Regions from separate parts of the Rattus norvegicus genome. Here region 2 is linked to region 1. A link is a contact called in public Hi-C data. All regions are on one chromosome and are shown on one strand. The core of a region is the stretch at or near the end of the contact, and the rest is flanking DNA. Distances in the headings are between cores, read along the strand shown. Region 1 overlaps Lin52 (lin-52 DREAM MuvB core complex component). Region 2 has its middle 27 kb from the start of Vsx2.

Evidence for each region. A called contact is a pair of places that touch in the nucleus more often than the background predicts.
Region 2: a contact with region 1 is called in a Hi-C map of liver, with 2.3 times the contacts expected there. The contact joins two enhancer-like sites. A contact is called at or near these places in 4 of 12 Hi-C or Micro-C datasets (Schwann cells, kidney, liver and 1 more) and 1 of 1 datasets of contacts at active chromatin or transcription factors (oligodendrocytes).

What each region holds. Positions count from the first base shown.
Region 1 is chr6:109,848,393-109,851,219 of GRCr8, reverse strand. The region is part of intron 5 of Lin52 (lin-52 DREAM MuvB core complex component); the gene reads right to left. Among named protein-coding and RNA genes, the nearest start is that of Lin52, 20 kb to the right of the region's middle. Within about 2 kb of position 1,384, at least 4 of the 93 cell types and tissues checked have an H3K27ac peak or open chromatin away from gene starts, as enhancers often do. A contact at or near this core is called in liver, where this site is marked.
Region 2 is chr6:109,919,917-109,922,743 of GRCr8, reverse strand. It overlaps a transcript of Lin52 not described here. Among named protein-coding and RNA genes, the nearest start is that of Vsx2, 27 kb to the left of the region's middle. Within about 2 kb of position 1,428, at least 4 of the 93 cell types and tissues checked have an H3K27ac peak or open chromatin away from gene starts, as enhancers often do. A contact at or near this core is called in liver, where this site is marked.

The DNA of each region.
Region 1 (2,827 bases), core at 135-2,634:
AATGTTTACAGCAGTCACCTCTTAGTGGTAAGTTATGGTTGTTACCTTATGCTGTGCTAGTCTTAGTTCTATCATCTGGGGTCCTCAGAAACTAGCTTCTATCACTCACACCATTCTTTTGAACACAGCTATTGCTCCCAAACTCTACTTAACTGCCAATATTCAAAACACCCGGACTACGTTCCCTTCCATTTCTACCCATGAAGATTCTACATGTTTTTTTTTTTTTTTTTTTTGGTTCTTTTTTTTTGGAGCTGGGGATCGAACCCAGGGCCTTGCGCTTCCTAGGCAAGCACTCTACCACTGAGCTAAATCCCCAACCCCTCTACACGTTCTTTAAAATTCATTTCCATTGTTGTTGTTTTTAGTGGTGGTGGTGGTGGTGGTGGTGGTGGTGGTGTGTGGGTGTGTGTGTACACCCATAGGTGCACATGCAGAGTCAAGATAACTTGGGGTGTCTTCTTCTGTCATTCTCTGTAGTATCAATTCTGGAATTTTGGTTTCTTTAAAAAAAACAGAAATATTATAAGAATGTGCTTTCATTTTAATCCCAGGTGTAGGGATATGGGGCTGCTTTGGACTGTCTGCAGCAGCTGACAGTGCTCTAGCAGAGGCATGGTTTTGCTAGCTGCAGACGGTTTCTGCAATTGCATGATGTCTGGAACTCAGGGAACTCAGAGAGTACATAGAAATGCTAGGGCCCAGAGAGGAGGGGTGTTGGTCATGGGGGCTGGTTGTGGTTTGTTAGTAGTCATGCTCAAAGAAGAAACAAAAGGAAAACAAATAGATCAAGGATCCTCTCTCCCCCCTTTATCCTTTCTCTCCTATCTACTGCTGGGGAAGAAATGAGCGGGGTGTGTGTGTGTGTGTGTGTGTGTGTGTGTGTGTGTGTGTGTGTGTGTGTAAAGGGTGGGGAGGGAAGAACCCACAAAGTGGCAAAGACCAACTACAATGTTCTACCTTATTAATCTCTTCACACAGCGTGCACTGAACATGAAGTTGGCCACTGAGGGTACAGAGAATTCCCAGTAACTCCTGTTTCTACCACTTAACACTGGGGTTACAGACGCATGAGGCTGAGCCTGGTGTTTTATGTGGGAGCTGGGGATGCTTACTCAACAAGTGCTCTTATCCACTGAGTCATCTCCTCAAGTCTTAGTGCCCCACCCCAAGAAACCCCCTCAAAACCCAGAGCTTCTGTGTAGCCCTGGCTTTCCTGGAATTTGCTCTGTAGTCCAAGCTAGCCTAAAATTCAGAGACTCATAAAGGGATGGGCCATCACGACCCAGGGAGTCTATTATTTTCAATGTTTCAAACACTGCTACCATGTTCCTTTTTCTTGCTTAGGGCAGACATCAGTTACTGAGTAACTAACTTCTCTGAAAACAGAGCCCTCAGTTCAGTGGTTCTAGACAGGTCTTATTGATCAACTCACAATGGCATATAAAAGGAAGTTTATCTGTTCTTCCTGCAGCAGCTTGCACCGCCATCTTCTCTCCAAAACAATTACTTCTCTGCACTCTTACAGAACTTAGCTCTCTAAGGCCTATTAAGAGTTGTTACTTACCATCTCTCCCCTTCCTCCTAGATTTGAATGTGCATAGTGAGGTGATGGTATTCTACACAGCCTCATGTTCCATCCAGAGCCACTGGGAACAGCAACAGCTGCTGAATGGGACACCTTTCTTTCTTTCTTTCTTTCTTTCTTCCTTTCTTTCTTTCTTTCTTCCTTTCTTCCTTTCTTTCTTTCTTTCTTTTGTCCTTTCTTTCTTTCTCCCTTCCTTTCTTTCTTTCTTCCTTTCTTTCTTCCTTTCTTTCTTTCTTCCTTTCTTTCTTTCTTCCCTTTCTTTCTTCCTTTCCTTCCTTCTTTCTTTCTTTCCTTATCTGATTGTTCAAAATGACTTAATGACCTTATTTTAAAATACTTTAATTTTTCTTAAGGATTACTTGCCAGAGTTTAGTCTACCAACTTTAGATAAAATTATTCTTTTATTTAACATGGTATTGCTTGATAGTGCAGGATAACACAGCAGAGTTCAAGATTGCAAGAAAGACTACAGTAAGGGAAGCACACAGCAGAGGGCACTGAGCCCATTCTCAGAGCCTTTATCAAGGGTGAGAACGGAACTGAACAATCACACCTTTGGAATGTTAAAGATCCAATCTCCATAACGCAATGCAAAATACTACTTTGAATAATAAAGAAACTAAAGGACTCTAAGCATCAAAAATATACATTGCTTCAAAAAGGAAATGAGCTTTAAAAAATTATACGAAGCAATGAAGAAAAGAAAGAATGAAAAGAAAAAGGTTAGGCAAACTGTCTGGCATAACCCACAAAAATTACTTTACCCAAATCAAAAACCCAGTTCAAGCAGGATGGCCAGAATTAGAAATACTGTAAGACCTATGCTGCCATCTAGAGGCTACATATGAGATGTTTTTTTTCCCCTTCACCAAGAACACAGTAGTCTTATTATAAAAGCCAGACAAGAAACCTTGACACCAGACAACAAAGAAGAAATCCTAGAGTGTAGAGTTCCAGTTATTCTCTCTTTCAATCACAGATTAAAATTAGAATTCAACAGAGCTAACTGTCTTTACAGTTAGACATGGTGGTCCATGCCTCTAAAGCCCAACACCTGGGAAGTGAAGTAGGAAAATTGCCTTGAGTTTGAAGCCAGACAGACAGCAACATCCTGTCCAATAAGCAAAAATGGAGGAGGACAATAATGTCTCAATATAGCTACTTTCAAAAACACATGCACACGGGGCACTAAGAGAAGAGTTTGGAAGCAGCATTGGTTTTTTCTTTGGTACGTCCACG
Region 2 (2,827 bases), core at 179-2,678, 71 kb before region 1:
GATGGGTCAGTGGCTAACAGCACATGTTGCTCTTGCAGGGTTTGATTCCCAGTCCCCAACTATGCGTAACCCCAGCTCTAGAGGATCCCACAGACATATGCACTGTGCAGGCAAAGCACTCCTATACGTAGAGTAAAATAAATCTACCTAAAAGAAAGCAACTTTACGTAGCCGAGTATGGCTTCTCACACCTGAAACGCCAACATTCCAGAGGCTAAGGCAGGGGGACTGTGGAGCATTTGAAGCTAGCCTGGGCTACACACTGAATTCCAGTCAACTCTGGATTACAGGGCCCTAAAAAAATAAAATACACGGGCCCCAAAGGAGATGGAAACTCCACAGGAAGACGAACAGAGTCAACTAACGTGGACCCTTGAAGCTCTCAGAGTCTGAACCACCAACCAAAGAACATACACAGGCTAGACTTAGGCCTCCCTGCTCATCTGTAACAGATGTGCAGCTTGACCTTCATGTGTCTTCATGTGGGTCCTAAACAACTGGAGCAGGGCGACCCCAAAAGCCGTTGCCTGTGTGTGGGATATGTTCTTCTAGCTGGGCTGCCTTGTCTGGACTCAGTGGGAGAGGAAGCACCTTGTCTCCCAGAGACTTGAAGTGCCAGGGTTGGGGGGATACTCAGGGAACCCCTACCTGTTCAGAGGAGAAGGGGGAGGGAGATGGAGAAGGATTGTGGGAGGGGTCACCAGGAGGGCAGCAGTGATCGGGATGTAAAGTGAATAAGTAAAATAAATAAATAAATTAATTAAACAAGCAAAAAAATCTCCAAAGACATACAGGAAATCAAAACCGTACATGTCTACTGCTGGGCTTGGTGGTGCTCATGTGTAAACCTGGCCAGTGGGGGACTGAAATAGGAGAACCGTGAATGAGTTCAAGGCCAGCCCAGACTATACACCGAGTCTCTGTCTAAACAAACACTGTAAAAGTAGTATCTATATTGATAAACTGCATTAAACACAGCTATATACACAGGTAACATACTCATCAATTTTTATATGCTATTCCTGCCAGCACACAGTAGGCACTTAGTAAGTGCCTTGCCTCCCCAGGGCACACATTAACAATTGTGTTGGGGTTGGGGAGGGGAAAAAAAAAAAAAACAACTGTGTTTGCCCAGACATCTCCCTTCGCTTGTGAGCTTTGATCAGCAGGCACAATAAATGTTTGCTAAGTGTTTGATTGATACTAGGGGTGGGGGTGGGGAATGCTTCCAAGCTTTCACAAGGGGTCTCCATGGCCCCACAAGGGAAGATGTCCCGTGTCAGGGTGGAGATGGTGAATACAAATTCCAAAGGTGGACAGGGTGAGGCAGGGGTGGGGTGGCTGGGGGCAGAACACACTCGGTGTGCTGGAGTTTGTCCCTTACTGGAATCACAGCTGCCAAGCTCACCCTGCCCTGTGCAGGAAGCCGGGAAGTATTCAGCTGCCAGGATCACATCAGACATGTGATCCTCTGTGCCCAAGGTCTGTCCTCAGGCCCTGGCACCTTAGGCCTTGCACCTCCAACACCTAAATTGGAGGGGGCCCTTATCTGGCCCTTTCTTCCAGTTCTTTAGTTGGGGCCCGATGTTTAACTCATATGATGAGGCGTGTATTGTATCCGGGGCTCTTTGTGAGTGGAGAGGGATGGACACCTGAGCCCTGGGTACCCAAAGGTGGCGAGAGATGGGGACATAGATGTGATAGCTAGCATACCCTGGCCTCCAGCACCTGGCATATTCCAGACCATCAGTTCATATTCTTCAGGGGTGCACTGAAAGCTGGGGACCGTCAGGAGCCTGGCGGTGCAGACTATAGCCTGAACAGTTCTCAGGGGAAGCAGGTGACCCCCACTGTGACCACCACTGAATGCACTGATCAGCACTCACCAGGCACTTCCCACAGCGAGTCTCAGAGATCCAGAAAGGGCTTAAAAAGTATTCCCAATCTTTAGAATGGAGAAGCAGCTCAAAGAAGTCTAAGTCGTTTCCAGTGTCGCAGAGCGCACTTCTGTTGGGAGCCTTAACTCCCAACTTCCTCTTGGCTCCGCTCCGGCCCTGCCCAGGATCTCAGGTATCAGGGGCTGTTCAAGAGGACTTTCCATGGCTCTCCGTTCCTACCGATCCACTTCCCTAAAGTCCTATCTGCCTCAGAGCTCCACATCTCCCTGTCATCATTCACCCAGGTTCCAAAGAGGTCCTGGAGACCCCAGTGTTGGGGCTAGAGGGCCCCAGGGCCACTTAGCTGGCTGCTCGCTCAGAGCTGTCGGAGGCCGTTGCCGTGCGCAGCGCTGATCCTAACCAAGTTTGCCAGCCTGGCTTTTCTCATGGCTCCCACACAATGGCCTGCTTTGTGCTCACCTGCCGATAGTGCTTAATTAGGCGAGGAGTTGATTAATTTGAGGTAATTGACAGCTAATTAGAAGCCTACAGGCTCATTAACTTGACATCTTGTCTTTGTGAATTGGCTGGGTACAGTCACGTGAGGGTAGCCGTTGCTCCCCTCACCAGCTCTTCTAACCCCAAAGTCTGAGGCATCACCTAGGGGAGGGCTGGCAGACCCCAGGGTTCAGGTAGGGCAGGCTCAAGGTCAAGAGGAGAGGAAACTGGCAGTGAGGGATAAGGAGTCAAATGGAGACGTTTGCTCTGGCTCTGGGAAGAAGAGAGAACAAGAATGAAGACCAAAAGAGAAATGGACCCTAGCAGGGAAAGCCTGGAGTTCACACAGTGAGAAGGGGCGGAGAGGAGCGGGTGAGCCTGGGGCCTGTTGGTAATAGGTGTAGGCTTTGAAGAGAGGTATACTCGTGGTTAAATCCTGGCTCTGCCACTAA